Linked DNA regions of Sus scrofa: region 2 is linked to region 1. Evidence: chromatin contacts called from public Hi-C data. All regions are on one chromosome and are shown on one strand. The core of a region is the stretch at or near the end of the contact, and the rest is flanking DNA. Distances in the headings are between cores, read along the strand shown. Region 1 has its middle 28 kb from the start of OAF. Region 2 overlaps OAF (out at first protein homolog).

Evidence for each region. Hi-C and Micro-C count contacts between places; a contact is called where the count stands out from the background.
Region 2: a Hi-C map of skeletal muscle shows a contact between it and region 1, with 7 times the contacts expected there. The contact joins two enhancer-like sites. A contact is called at or near these places in 2 of 5 promoter capture datasets (fetal skeletal muscle and liver), 36 of 47 Hi-C or Micro-C datasets (adipocytes, adipose tissue, alveolar macrophages and 17 more) and 1 of 2 datasets of contacts at active chromatin or transcription factors (skeletal muscle).

What each region holds. Positions count from the first base shown.
Region 1 is chr9:47,313,003-47,320,076 of Sscrofa11.1, reverse strand. No RefSeq gene overlaps it. Among named protein-coding and RNA genes, the nearest start is that of OAF, 28 kb to the left of the region's middle. Within about 2 kb of position 4,501, at least 33 of the 83 cell types and tissues checked have an H3K27ac peak or open chromatin away from gene starts, as enhancers often do. A contact at or near this core is called in omental adipose tissue and skeletal muscle, where this site is marked.
Region 2 is chr9:47,360,695-47,367,768 of Sscrofa11.1, reverse strand. OAF (out at first protein homolog) reads right to left here. Exons shown (of 5, transcript XM_003129954.5): 3 at 7,058-7,074; 4 at 6,900-7,055; 5 at 4,001-5,045. The coding sequence ends at 4,780. Among named protein-coding and RNA genes, the nearest start is that of POU2F3, 13 kb to the left of the region's middle. Within about 2 kb of position 4,163, at least 4 of the 83 cell types and tissues checked have an H3K27ac peak or open chromatin away from gene starts, as enhancers often do. A contact at or near this core is called in omental adipose tissue and skeletal muscle, where this site is marked.

The DNA of each region.
Region 1 (7,074 bases), core at 3,252-5,751:
GTGGAGAAACGTAAAAGGAGGCGAGGCTGGAAAAACGGGAGAGACAGGACCAGCGGGCAAGTCTTAGAAGGGATGGAAATTGCGATGTCGCCTGAATGGAGGGCTTTTGCATTTGGAGGCAAAGGGGGGGAGGAAATGAAGGTGCTGAGAACGGATTTTACCTCCATTTTACACGTGGGAAAAACAGGCCTGGAAAGGGATGCCGGAGCTGAGGGCCAAGTGGACCAGCCTTCGCCCTGCCCTGGGCATCGTGCTGAGGGCTTCCCCAGCAGAGCCCTTTCACCCCCACGGTGATCACATGAGGCTCACAGTCTGTCATCCCAATTTTGCAGGCTGCAAGGAACCGTGAGAAGTCAGGCACCATACTGATACCTAATGTGATGTCAGCCAGCTGAGAACAGGTGGCCTGGTGCCCAGCCTGCAGAGCTCATGGGCGCCTCCTGCTGCTCGGTGGGGCTTGGTGCAACCAGGGGAGACAGAGGCACAAAAGCTGCAGGTGAGCATACACGGGAGACACTTTCAGGCTTGAGAGGGTATCTATATTCTAGCTGTAAACCCCTGCCTGTGCTTCCTCAGGGTTGGGTCAGAAGGTTCCAGGCAGCCTTAGACACGATGTACCATCCCCCTCCTGCCTGTAGCCTGTCCCCACCATCTGACTCCTTTAGAGAAAAGACTTCCTACCTTCCTTCATTCTTTTTTTGATTTTTAGGGCCACACCTGCAAGCATATGGAAGTTCCCAAGCTACAAGTCTAATACAAGCCTACACCACAGCCATGGCAATGCCAGATCCGAGCCACGTTCTGTGACCTACACAACAGCTCATGACAATGCCGGATCCTTAACCCACCGAGAGAGGCCAGGGATAGAGCCCTCATTCTCACGGATACTAGTTGGGCTCATTACCACTGAGCCACAGTGGGAACTCCCTGTTTTTCTCTTTCTTCAAACGCTCTGTGCCCTCAGGGGTCTAGGAAACACCCTTCCTCCTTAGCTCTTTGAAGAGCAAAGTCCTGAGGCCTCCTGGCTGGTGACTCTGTCCTCTCACACCCATGTTTTCCACTTGGCACGTGTCTCGTTGCCAGTCCTCGCTCACACATTGTTTTCCCCAGGGACTGCCTTTACTGAAAGCCTGACGCCTGGCCCTGCGCCGGACACAGCTGAGGGACGGTGCGGGCATTCCATAAATGCTCTGGGTTCTGCATTCACACACATTTCCAGGGCATCCACTCTCAGCCTGGAGCATGCAAGGAGCTGGGGAACACGACATATAGTCCCTGTTCCAGGGGCGCCAGACAGAGCTGGGAGAGAGATGGGTGAATCAGGAATTACAAGCCTGGTGATAGAGATGATGGCAAAGGCCACAGTGGGTGAGGAGCTTGGGATGGGGGTGGGGTGGCAAGTCCCTGAGGGCTTCCTGGAGGAGGTGTGGGTCGAGTCTTGAAGAAAAGCCATCCTCAACGCCATCACATTCTGGAGGATTCTGGTTTTCTTTTCCCCTTTTCCCACTCTTACCATCTATTTAAAAACAAAATAGCAATAGTTCATTTATTTGTTAATTCTTTTGAAAAATGCTTACTGCCTGCAGGCGGGTGTCAGGCACTGTGTTAGTGTGGGGAATTTGGCAATGATTAAGACCTAGTCACTGCCCATCCAGAAGCTCCAGACAAGTGAGAGCTGACAAACGGCCGGCAGTGAGCTCCACGGAGACCACTGCTGAGTCCGAGCCAGGGCGGCCCTCTCACGCCACCCTCCTTCCCACTGCCATTTCCCGTGGCTGGTGGCCTGCCCAAGGTCACAGGCCACGTTAGTAGGGGATCTTTGACCCGTCCTCAGGTCTCAGGGTCCAAACCCCAGTTCTCAGCTCTTATCAGCAGGAGGAAGAGGCTGAAACTAGGCTTGTGTCGGGGTTGGGGCGGGGAAGGTACTGGATCTCCCCTGAAAAAGTGGAACAGGGCCCCCTCCTGGGCTACCTGCGGAAGGTCTGGCGCTGGGTGTGAGAGGGGCTGGGGAGGCAAAGGCTGTGGGGGTACTCTGTCCCCTGGGGCATGGCTGAGTAGCCCAGCTGGCCCGTCAGGGTGCCCCTCCTTCACCTCCTGTCACCTCCACGTCTTCCCGCCCCTCCTCCCTCCTCTCCATCTTCCACCCATCCCTCCTTCTCTCCCTCCCTTCCCCCACTTTCCCTCCCCCCCTTCTTTTCTCCACCCACCTCCCCTTCCTCCTCCTCTTTCTGCTTTTCTCCTTCGAACTAATTGCTTAAGGGTGAAGACCAGGTTGACTTGCGAAAACTCTGATCCATCGCCATGGTGATGCTAATTCAAGCTGAGTTCAAAGGAAATTGTTCCAGTTAAAACTAACAAGCTGGAGCTGGGGCCCCAGGAAGGACCGGTGCCAGGAGGCGTGAGCCCCGGGCCCAGAGAAATAGGAAAAACAAACCGGTCATTGGCTCCTCACACTCCAGCTCTGTTCCGTTCTGCACCCCCAGCTAAGAGGAAGCCTAGGCACGCCTTGCAGGGAGCCCCCTCTGCCTCCGGCCAGGCTCCCTCCAAACCACCTCAGACAACCCAACCCAGGGCACTGAAACCTCCCCCGAAAGCCTACGTGTTCGTTCTCACCTTGTGTTTATGGGGTTTACCCGTCCTTGCTTCTGAGGAGTTCCCACAGTTCTCAGGATGCTCTCCTTCGCTTGGTCATAAGCGTGCATTTGAAAGCAGCGAGTTCCCTTCGTGGCGCAGTGGTTAGCGAATCCGACTAGGAACCATGAGGTTGCGGGTTCGATCCCTGCCTTTGCTCAGTGGGTTAACGATCCGGTGTTGCCGTGAGCTGTGGTGTAGGTTGCAGACGCGGCTCGGATCCCGCGTTGCTGTGGCTCTGGTGTAGGCCGGTGGCTACAGCTCCGATTCAACCCCTAGCCTGGGAACCTCCATATGCCATGGGAGTGGCCCAAAGATAAGAGCAAAAAGACAAAAAAAAAAAAAAAAAAAGCAGCCAGTACTCCTGAAGTGCCTGCTTTCACAACCCACTGGCTACTGGTGCTATTATCACCCCTACTTTTCAGGTTTCCAGGCAGGAGAAAGCTCCTGGGGGAAGCACCTGCTTGATCTGAGCTTGGCCAGGTCTGGCTAGTTCAAGGAATGGGCCTTGAACTGGGGGGAGATGCCTCACCAGTGGACGGGGGGAGGGCTCGATTCCCAAGTACAGGCGAGCAGCCTCTGTGCTTGGAACTGACCAACTCCCCTCCCACCCCTGGGCACCCACAGTGCGTTGTCTGGACTTCCCTCCATCTCAGCTCACCTCCCTCTCAGTCTGGGTGACTCTGAGGGCAGGGATCATGTTTTATTTGTCTGGGACACACCAGGACTAAACCAGGCCCGGGCCGGGCTCACCGTCGTCTAGCTGTCGGAATGCTGAATGGGAGCCCGAGCCCCCTGGGAGGGGGAAGCTGAGGTTCGTCAGGGGAAGAAGTTTGGGTTTGGGGTGCACCATCTCACAGAGGCCAGCTGAGGGCCAGCGGGAGGACGTGGTATTTCCAGTCCACTGGCAGAGGCCAGCCCGGACCGGGAGCCCTTCCCGTGGCAGCCCTCACCTCTCCACTTGGACCTTCCAGAAGACCTCACTCTCTTGCTCAAACTCCGGTTCTTTTTAATTTTAATTTTAATTTTATTTTTTGTCTTTTTGTCCTTTTAGGCCGCACCCATGGCATATGGAGATTCCCAGGCCAGGGGTCTTATTGGAGCTGTAGCCTCCGGCCTACACCACAGCCACAACAGCACCAGATCCGAGCCGCATCTGCGACCTGTACCACAGCTCATGACAACACCAGATCCTTAACCCACCAATCGAGGCCAAGGATCAAACCCACAACTTCATGGTTCCTAGTTGGATTCATTTCCACTGTGCCACGAAGGGAACTTCCGCTTCTTTTTCTTAAACCTGAAATATCCAGTGATCTTTCCAGTTTCAGAAGATGTACTAGTTGAGCAGTTGAAAAAATCCCTCAAGGCTGCGCTCGGGCCAATGTTCCTATCACAGCCCTGCTAATACAAAGCACAGGGCAGGGAAGGTCCTAGGAGAGGCTCGCATTCAAAGGAATGAGTAACCGGGGTCTGGCTGGCCTCTGGGGGCAGGACGCTGGGAGCCAGAAGGCTTCAGATCTGCTCTCTCCTCAGATGTGCCGTGAGACCTTGGGAAAGCTCCTGGTTCTTTGTTCCTCTTTCTTCAGGTGTAACAAACGACGACGCTCATCACTGAGCCGCCTCATTCTCCCAACGTGGTGACAGCACGTCATGGAGCTGTAGACACATGGAAGCATCCCCACCAGCATCACAACCGGGGTGCCTGCCCTCCCCTCCCAATGAGCTGAGGCTCACGCCTGGCCTGTGTCCTGCACACACTCTCTGGGAACACCCCACCCCTCAACTCCAAGCTGTCCTGAAAGGGGAGTTTGGTGTCTCTGGATTACAGAGGCAAAATCCAGCCAGGATGGAGGAAGTGACTCAGCACGGGGGCTGGGGAAGGCCCAGGGCCAGGCCTCCCACTCCCAGGACAACTTGCACTGTGCTTTGTACTCAACCCAGTGCCTTTCATCCCAGCATCTCAAAGCCCCTTTCAAGCTGTAGCAGTCCTGGCAGTTGGGTCATGATCTCTATTAACAGGAGAAAGCTGGAGCCCAAGCCTGGAGGAGGCAACTTTCCTCTGAATGAGGCCTTGACTCTTGGTGGTACCCGGGGACCCAGGATCTGCTAACTCCTCCCTCTGCCTTTCTAGGCTTGGATGAGGCAGCTTGCCTGCTTGCTGACTTAGGGTGGGGAAAGGCTGAGCAGTTGATCTCAGCGGGCTGGGATCGAGAGGGAGTGTGAGGGTGGGGTGTCGTGGGGAAGTTGGGGGCAGAGGAAAATCCAGATGTTGCCCAAGGAAGAAGGGTGGGGTTGGGGAAGTTCCATTTGAATGAGGAAGAAGAGGGGGGCCAGCTCCCTGGAAGAAGATTGCCCGCCCCTGGTCTGATGCTCCAGCTCCAGGATCAAAGCTGCCTTGGGCACCATCCCCTGGGAACAGTGTAACAGTGCTGGGCCCACTAACCCCGAGCTGCTCCAAGGCCTTGGTTTCCCACCTACCCAGCCCACTGCCCCCACTTGTTTCTGTTCCATCCCGATTGTGCCTCCAGCTTGGGTTGCTGACTTAGGCCACTGGGTTGATGACCCAGGATGCCTGTGGCTGCAGACCCTCCAAAGCATTGATGCCAAGCTTCTCTGCTACTTTTTGCCTTCCTGGCCTCAGCCACCACCTCCATCTCCCCTTGTCCTTGAACATGGCCCTGGACTCAGCCATGAATATCTGCTCAATAACCTCCATATCTGACTCTTGGTCTTGCCCTTGGCCTTGGTGCAGGCCAGCAGAGTGACTGCAGTGGGCCTGGCACTTTCCCCGTCTGGACCCTGGACCTTTGTCTTTTTCTTTTTTTCTGGGTTTTTTGTTTGTTTGTTGCTTTTTAGGGCTGCATGTGAGGCACATGGAAGTTCTCAGACCGGGGGCTGAATCAGAGCTGCAGCTGCTGGCTGCGCTACAGCTACAGCAGTGCAGGATCTGAGCCGCGTCTGAGACCTATACCACAGCTCACCGCAACACCGGATCCTTAACCTGCTGAACAAGGCCAGGGATCAAACCCGAATCCTCATGGACACTAGCTGGTTTTGTTACTGCTGAGCCACAACAGGAGCTCCCCTTTATTTTTTTAATTTAAAAAAAAATAATAAAAATTATTATTGCTTTTTAGGGCTGCATGTGTGTGTGACATATGGCAGTTCCCAGGCTAGGGGTGGAATTGGAGTTGCAGCTGCCAGCCTGCACCACAGCCCTAGCAAAACACCTGGACCTTTTTCAAATTTCCACTCCAGGTGGACCCTTCCAAGCCCTGCCATCAGCTTCCCTACTTGGGAGCCCTCTTCCTCTAGGCTTCTGCCTCTGAAGTGTGCCTCAGAGAGGCCCAGCTGGGGCCGGGTTGAGCCTCCGTGGTGGGCTGGCTTTGCTTCTGGCCCAGGAGCTGGGAGTGGGGGAGGAGGAAGCCTGGCTGAAGACAGGCAGCTGGAAGACTCTCCTCACCAAGTCTGGAGGACCCATGAGGGTGGCGATGGATGGAAAGGACTCTGAACCGGGCGGGGAGCTGGGCTTGGTATCAAAATCGTAAGGAGAAAAGAATTTGAACTTTCTTTGGGGGTTTGTGAATTCTGGAGAATAACTTTCTTCAATCTGACGTCTTCAATCCTTATCCGAGGCTCTCAAATGCCTTTCCATTCTGGCCTCCGGACCCCCTCTGCTCTGAGTCCACTATCGCCCTCTCCTTTAGCCCTGGACTCAATGTTTTTCTGGAGATTATTGCAGTCTTTGGATGCAGATGAAAAAAAAACCAGAGACTTAGACCTGGTGGTTTACTCACAGACGCACAGCCAGTCACGTTCAAGCTGGGAGACCGCCCGGGTCCACCTCCCTCCCAAGCTGTGCTCCTTCCATTACACCCTCATCCAGATGTGTGTGTGTGTGTGTGTGTGTGTGTGTGTGTGTGTGTGCTTTCCCAGAAGTCCTCAGAAAATTGTTTACTGGCCTCTCTTCTCGCACCCCCCTTCCTTCCCCCCCCCCCGCCCCGTCTGTCTCTTCTCTCCCCGCTCTGGATGATGTAACGTAATGGGTTGTCTTTGTGTATGACATGTCCCCTCCCACCCCAGGCCTCCGAGGATCGGAAAGGCTGGCACTGGTCTCTCTGCCTCTTCGGGACACCTAGCATCCAGCCCTGTCTCAGGAAGAGGTTTTGTAACTCTTCCCCAGCACAGCAGCCGTCTTGGTACCCATCTTGGATTCTAGGTGGAAATATGAAATGTTTTTAAAAAGGTAATGTGGAGGAAGCAGGAAGGTCAAGGGACCTGTGTGTCTAGGTTTGACTTGGCCTTTTACAGACTGTATGACCTCGAGCACCAGCACTTCAGTTTCCTTCCCTGTATGAGGGGGGTCCTGTCAGGCTCCCATGAGCTGGATTGAAGACGTGCTGCGCATGTACGTGCTTGGTACACTGGAAAGGGTCCAGT
Region 2 (7,074 bases), core at 2,914-5,413, 48 kb before region 1:
TCTGGCTTGAAGGGTTACTGGTGAGCTCCAGACTCCTGGGTCCCACCCAGGCGCCTTGCTTACCTTGGCAAAGGGAACCCATCAGGAGCCTGTTCCTGCCAATGCCACTCCCAGGGGAGATTTGGGACCCCCCCCCTCTCCCACCCAAGTACTCATGAGTTGCCACTGCAGGGCTGGCCATTCTCCTTCCCGTTGCTGAGCTCTGCTGAGGCTCCAGCCGGCCCATCTGAGGACCAATTCGGATTGTAGGTGTGCATGGAGCAAGAAGGCATGGATCCTAGCTCTGCTCTCACTGACCTTGGATGGGCAAGTCATACAATTTCACAGGAGAGCCATATCCAGAAAATGACACAGAGTCACTGCAAGAAGCTAGTGAGCTCACTGATAGGAAGGCACTTTGTAAACCCTGAAGACATGAGTACTTGTAGGTCTATTAACTCACATGTCCACAAAGCCTTTTTTTTTTTTTTTTTTCCTTTTTAGGGCTGTACCCAAAGCACATGGAAGTTCCCAGGCTTGGGGTTAAATCAGAGCTGCAGCTGCTGGCCCATGTCATAGCCACAGCAACACGGGATCCAAGCCACAACTGCGACCTACACCACAGTCCATGGCAACACCGGACCCTGGACCCACTGAGCAAGGCCAGGGATCGAACCTGCATCCCCATGGATACTAGTTGGATTTGTTTCCACTAAGCCTCAATGGGAACTCCAACACAAAGCTTTTGAAGAAAGTAAAGCTTTATCTCTCAAAGAGCTGACCACCTACATCTATTGAACAAGAGCTGAGTGGTCCTAATGCACCGGAGTCGGAGACTCCCGACTGGAGGCACCATGGTAGAGCCAGAGCTTGAGGGTGGGTTGGGAGGGTTACTTGGAATGGTGGCAGGTGTGGACTTTGTCTGAGCTCAAAGTCTCAGGGAATCTTATGCCCTATGTCTCAGGAGTTCCCTATGCCCTAAATACTGACAGTGACAGTATTTAATAGCAGCTAAGGGCATCCCTATGCCCTAAAACCAAGACGGGGCCCCAGGCAGGGAGGTCTGCAGTGACAGTGTCCAGAAGCGCCCCCACCCCTGACCACTGCAGGGAACAGGCAGGCTTGGAGGTGCTAGTCACTCCCAAGGAAGATCAGAAAAACACTCCAAATCTTGAAAACATTGCTTTAAAAAAAAAAAAAAGAATCACTACTCTTGGCTATTTGGAAGTGAGGAGAGAAGGGATTTGGAGACCGTCCCCCTCCCCAGCAGTGAAGACATACACATGGGGTCAGAGGGTGGGAGATGCTTTCTTAAGTAATCCCCTTCCCACCCAGAGCAGGGGCTGGGCAGAAGGGGAAGGAGGAAAAGGCTTAGGGAGGAACGTCTCCCCAAAGGAGGTGTTGCCCCCCAGCACGACTGAAGCTGGTCCTTGACAACAGGCAGGGCCACCGGAAAAGGATGTCTCCACCTTGACCCGCAACTTGATCCTGGCCAAGCAAGCCCAGATCCCACCATAACCCTCTGGCCTGCACAGTTCAAGGGGCAGCAGCAGCTCGTTCTGGGGCTGCTGGGAAGCAGAGCACGGGGGGCTGCCCTGTAAGCCCCTCTCTCCAAGGCCTAGGAGTTGGGAGTCCTGGGACTTGCCCAACCCCTGAAACATCCTCTGCCCTGTGCTCACGTCCCCTCCACCTTCCCAAATTCTTACCAGCCTTCACCCTCAACCCTTGTCCCACCTTGTCCAGGAAACCTGCCCCAGTCAATTCAGCCTGCAAAGCCCTCTCTGGAAGTCTTCCAGTGCCTGGTCCAGCATTTCATATTATAGCCTCTTTACACTGGGAGATACCCTTAAACTGACAAGGCCTTCAAGACGCCTGATTTGGTTGCCTGTTGTTTATAGATGAGGAAATGTCTGCTTTTCACTGACAGTGACAGTATTTAATAGCAGCTAAGGGAGTTCCCACAGTGGCTCAGTGGAAACCAACCCAACTAGCATCCATGAGGATGCCGGTTCCACCACGGGCCTTGCTCAGTGGGTTAAGGATCCGGCATTTGCATGAGCTGTGGTGTAGGTTTCGGATTTGGCTTGGATCTGGTGTTACTGTGGCGTAGGCCGGCAGCTGTAGCTCCTGGCCTGGGGACTTCCACACGCCACAGGTTCAGCCCTAAAAAGCAAAAAAAAAAAAAAAAAAAAAAAAAAAAGAAAAGAAAAGAAAAGAAAAGAAAGCAGCTAACACAGTGAGCACTTCCCATCTGCTGGGCACTTGACATGTATGAACTCACTTAAGTCTCACAGTTAAGCCCGTTTTATAGCTGAGAGAGCTGAAGTACAGAGAGGTAAAGAAACTCGAGACTGCGCAGCAAGTAAGAATCATAGCCAGCAACAGGTGCATGAAAAGATGCAACATCACTAATTAGAGGAATGCAAATAAAAACTACGGTGCAAAGTACTATGATGAAGCACCACCTCACAGAGGTCAGAATGGCCATCATTAAAAAGTCTACAGGAGTTCCCATCGTGGCTCAGTGGTTAACAAACCCGACTAGGAACCATGAGGTTGCAGGTTTGATCCCTGCCCTTGCTCAGTGGGTTAAGGATCTGGCGTTGCCGTGAGCTGTGGTGTAGGTCGCAGAAGAGGCTTGGATCCCACGTTGCTGTGGCTGTGGCGTAGGCTGGCGGCTACAGGTCCGATTAGACCCCTAGCCTGGGAACCTCCATATGCCGAGGGAGAGGCCCAAGAAATGGGAAAAAGACAGGAAAAAAAAAAAAGTCTACAAACAAATGCTGAAGAGGCTGTGGAGAAAAGGGAACCCTCCTACACTGTTGGTGAGAATGTAAATTGATGCAGCCACTATGGAAAACAGTATGGAGATTTCTCAAAAACCTAAAAATAGAATTGCCATATGAGCCAGCAATCTCACTTCTGGGCATATACCTAGATAAAACTATAATTTGAAAAGATGGATGCACCCCTATGTTCCTGGCAGCACTATTTACAACAGCAAAGACTTGGAAACAACCTAAATGTTCAATGACAGATGAATGGATCAAAAAGATGTGGCATATACACACACACACAATGGACTACTACTAAGCCCTTAAAAAAGAATGAAATGCCATTTGCAGCAACATGGATGGGTCTAGGGATTATCACACTAAGTCAGTCAGAAACACCATATGATATCACTTATATATAGAATATAAAATATGACACAATAAACCTATCTACAAAATAGAAACAGACTCAGGTATAAAGAACAAACTTGTGGTTGCCAAGGGGGAGAGGAGGGAAGGATTGGGAGTCTGGGATTAACAAATGCAAACTGTTACATATATATGTAAAACTGAATCACTTTGCTGTACACCAGAAACTAACACAACACAGTAAATCAACTATACCATTAAAAAAAAAAAAAAAATCATGGCCGGGCTTTGACCCCTGGAAATCTGGTTCTGGAGTTTTTACCTTATCTCTTGCCTCAGTCTGTGCCATGTGATTACTGTCTGGCTTGCCCATCTATGTACGTCTCATCTTGCTTTTTTTTTTTTTTTTTTTTTTGGTCTTTTTGTCTTTTCTAGGGCCGCACCCTCGGCATATGGAGGTTCCCAGGTTAGGGCCTAATCAGAGCTGTACTCACTGGCCTACGCCACAGCCACAGCAAAGTGGGATCCGAGTCGTGTCTGCGACCTACACCGCAGCTCACGGCAATACCAGATCTGTAATCCATTGAGCAAGGCCAGGGATCGAACCCACAACCTCATGGTTCCTAGTCGAATTCGTTAACCACTGCGCCACGATGGGAACGCCTCGTCTTCTTAAATGCACAAGTTTTGTCGCATCCTTTGCTGGTAATACCCGCCCCCATCTACATCCTCTCGCCATCACACAGCGGCTGAGCATGTAATAGGTGCTTTAGAAGTTGTCACAAGATTGGTCATCAACCAAATACAGGGACACGTCTCCTGACACCAGGTGGCAGCATTGGTCAAAAGTTCGCTCAGAACTCTTGAGTCCAGAGCGCTCAGTCAAATAAAAATTTAAACTTTTATTTCTGGTACAAATGATAAATACTTTGCATTAAAAATCTGGAATTCAAGTTTTCCTCATACTTCATGCTCACTCTCTGTCCCAGAACCTTACAAAAATATTTGTTTAGAGGGGAAACAGGCACCTTCGCCCTCGGCGAAGTCCAAGTCTGTGGAAAGGCACATGTGGTCTGTCTCAGGGCAGGCGGCCCCCGGCTGGGCCCTGGGCAGCCCCAGAGGCCATGAGTGAGAAGAACGCAGTGAGATCCGGCGTAGGGGCTGTGGCATCGTCCCTGCCAGCCCCCTCTCTGGGGCGATGAGTGGGAAGGTGCAGAATGGGCCCCCTCCTTCCGGAGGATGGGGAAGGGCTTTGTATGGGGGGAGGTGGGTGGAACAGGCATAGACACCTTTCAGGGTCTAAACCTTCCAAGAATTAAATTAAATAGGAGAGTCACAAGCCATCACATTTTGGTTGCTTGAAAGAGAACACTTCACGGGAGCTTAAGGGGGGAAGGGGGCAAGCTTGAAGACGGCCCTTCTCTTTCTGTCCCCAAGCAAGGCACAGGGTGGGAGTGGGGGCTGCCTTCATGAGTTAACCCCTGCTGTGCCACATCCCTTTTCACAGTCACGGGTGAGGTGGCCAGAGGCTCAGGGATTAGGGGAAAGGAAGAACGAGCAATGAGGCCGCGGTCGTGGCTGGCCATCCCCTCCGGCTGGGGGAGGAGCGGTGGGCCCAGAGCAGTGGCCTCAGGGACCACCCCTCTCCCCAGCCCAGCTAGGGGTCCTCATCCCAGAGGCACAACTGCCTCTGGGGCACGGAGAAGCTGAAGCTGTAGCTCTTCTGACAGCTGCGGATGCCACACTTGTAGGGTGCTGGGCGGTCACGGCTGTGGCAGTACTTGAGCATGCAGGGGTACCAGGCCAGGCTCAGGCCATAGTGGCAGAGGCAGGGCTTCCCACGGTCCCCAACCTGTCCACAGCGAGGCAGCGACACCTGCTCTGAGGCCTGGGGCAGAGCTTCAAACACGGAGCTGTCCACACCTGCGGGAGAAGGCAGAGGTCAGAGAGGGCTGTTGGGAGGGGGCTTCTTGCATGGCCCCTCCAGGCATCCCAGCATCCCCTGAGCTAAGGGTTAGCATCCCTGGTTGACAGACGAGAAAACTGGCCCAGAGCAGTTTTAGGTTCCTTAGATCTGGCTGAGGTCACCCAGTAAGTTGGGGAGACAGGACTGGACCCAAGGTCTGTCTGACTTCAAGGCCTTCGATGTCCACGCTACTGCCCTAAACACATCACATAGAGGCGTGGGAAGTAAGAAATCAAGGGAAGCTTCTCAAAGGCGGTGTATCAGAGTTCCCGCTGTGACACACTGGGATTGGTGCTATCTCTGCAGCGCTGGGATGCAGGCTTGATCCTTGGCCTGGCACAGTGGGTTAAAGGATCTGGTGTTGCTGCAACTGCGGCTCAGATCTGATCCTTAGCCCAGAAACTCCACATGCCTCAGAGAGGCCAAAAAAAGAAAAAAAAAAAAAAAAAAAGGAGTTGGTATCTGAAGAGGGCCAGCTGGGGAGGTCAAGGTGGCCAGGGCACAGGGTGCATGGAGTGTGCGAATGAGGCATGCTGGTGGACAGAGCAGTTAAACGGCTTCAGGCTCAGCTTAGTGGCCATGGGAGGGACCAGCCTCTAGAGGACAGTATTTGGCCTGCACTTTGGGGTACAGCCCACTGGGGAGGGGTGTGTGAGGAGGGCATGACCACAGCTCTACTAGGATTTCCAAATCCAGAGCTGCCAGGAGAGGGGCAGGCATTTCTCTTGAGCCCAGCCAGCTGGGCAGAAGGACCAGGGGCCTGGAGTCAGAATGGTGACAGCTCTTTTTCTTGGAACTTTTATTTTTGTTTTTCTTTCTTTCTTTTTTTCTTTTTTTGACTCTTTGTCTTTTTGTCTTTTTCTAAGGCCGCACCCATGGCATACGGAGGTTCCCAGGCTAGGGGTCCAATTGGAGTGTGGCCGCCAGCCTACGCCACAGCCACACGGGATCTGAGCCATGTCTGCGACCTAACCACAGCTCACAGCAAGGCCAGATCCTCAACCCACTGAGCGAGGCTGAGGATCTGAGCCCATGTCCTCATGGATGCTAGTTGTGTTCGTTAACTGCTGAGCCACAACGGGAACTATTTTTGTTTTTCTTTGAAATAGCATTTTTGTTCTTGGAAAGGGAAACTCTGATGCGTTAAAGATGAGATGTACAAAACTTAGCCCTTAGAGTCAATATGTGCATCACCTCAGGGTATACAGCACTGTTCGAGGTGCTGCCAAAACACAGAAGGGAAATGCTTGGTTCCCTGTCCCCTCTCCAGAGAAGACCTGAGGACAGTCCTGGGAAAGGTGACAGGAGATGGGCCAACAGTGAGGTCTGTTAGGCCGGAAAGATGGGGACCATGCAAAGATGGGAGTTGTTCTCAAGGATCTGGCACAGAGGCGCTGGCACCAAAGATGTGTGAAGGGAAGGAGGAGCAGGTTTCTGAGAGGTGGCAGCAGAGGTCGCGGGTGGGAATGGGCATCTGTGGGCCCCATCTGGATCCCGGTTCCTGGGCCCATGTCCTACGACAGAAGGTCCCATCTGTGTTCTCACTAAGGCAGACATGTGCTGAGAGTTGTCTGGGAATCTGCTCCACGGGGCCTGGCAGAGTCACGGTTCTGGGTTTCCGTACCTGAAACTGGTCCCTTTCATCTGGCTGACTCTTCTCACCAAAGAGCCGCACAGGTGCCACTTCCTCTAGGAAGCCTTCCCTGATCCGTCCCAGCTGGGTTTAGAGGTCCCTCCCTCGAACTCCCATATCTCCTCATGGGTCCCCATCGTATTTGAGACGATACAGCAGTGCGCAGTCCCCAGCCGACCTTGCTCCAGCCAGAACTGGACATCCTCCTGGCGAGTGTAGATGGCATCGGCGGCTTCGGCACACACGTTGCGGAGGTGGGGGCTCAGCAGGCCCCCCTGGCTGAAGTTCACAGCGATGTCCATGTGCAGATACTCCAGGCCCCGTACCTCCTCGCCTGCCGCACTGCCCGTGGA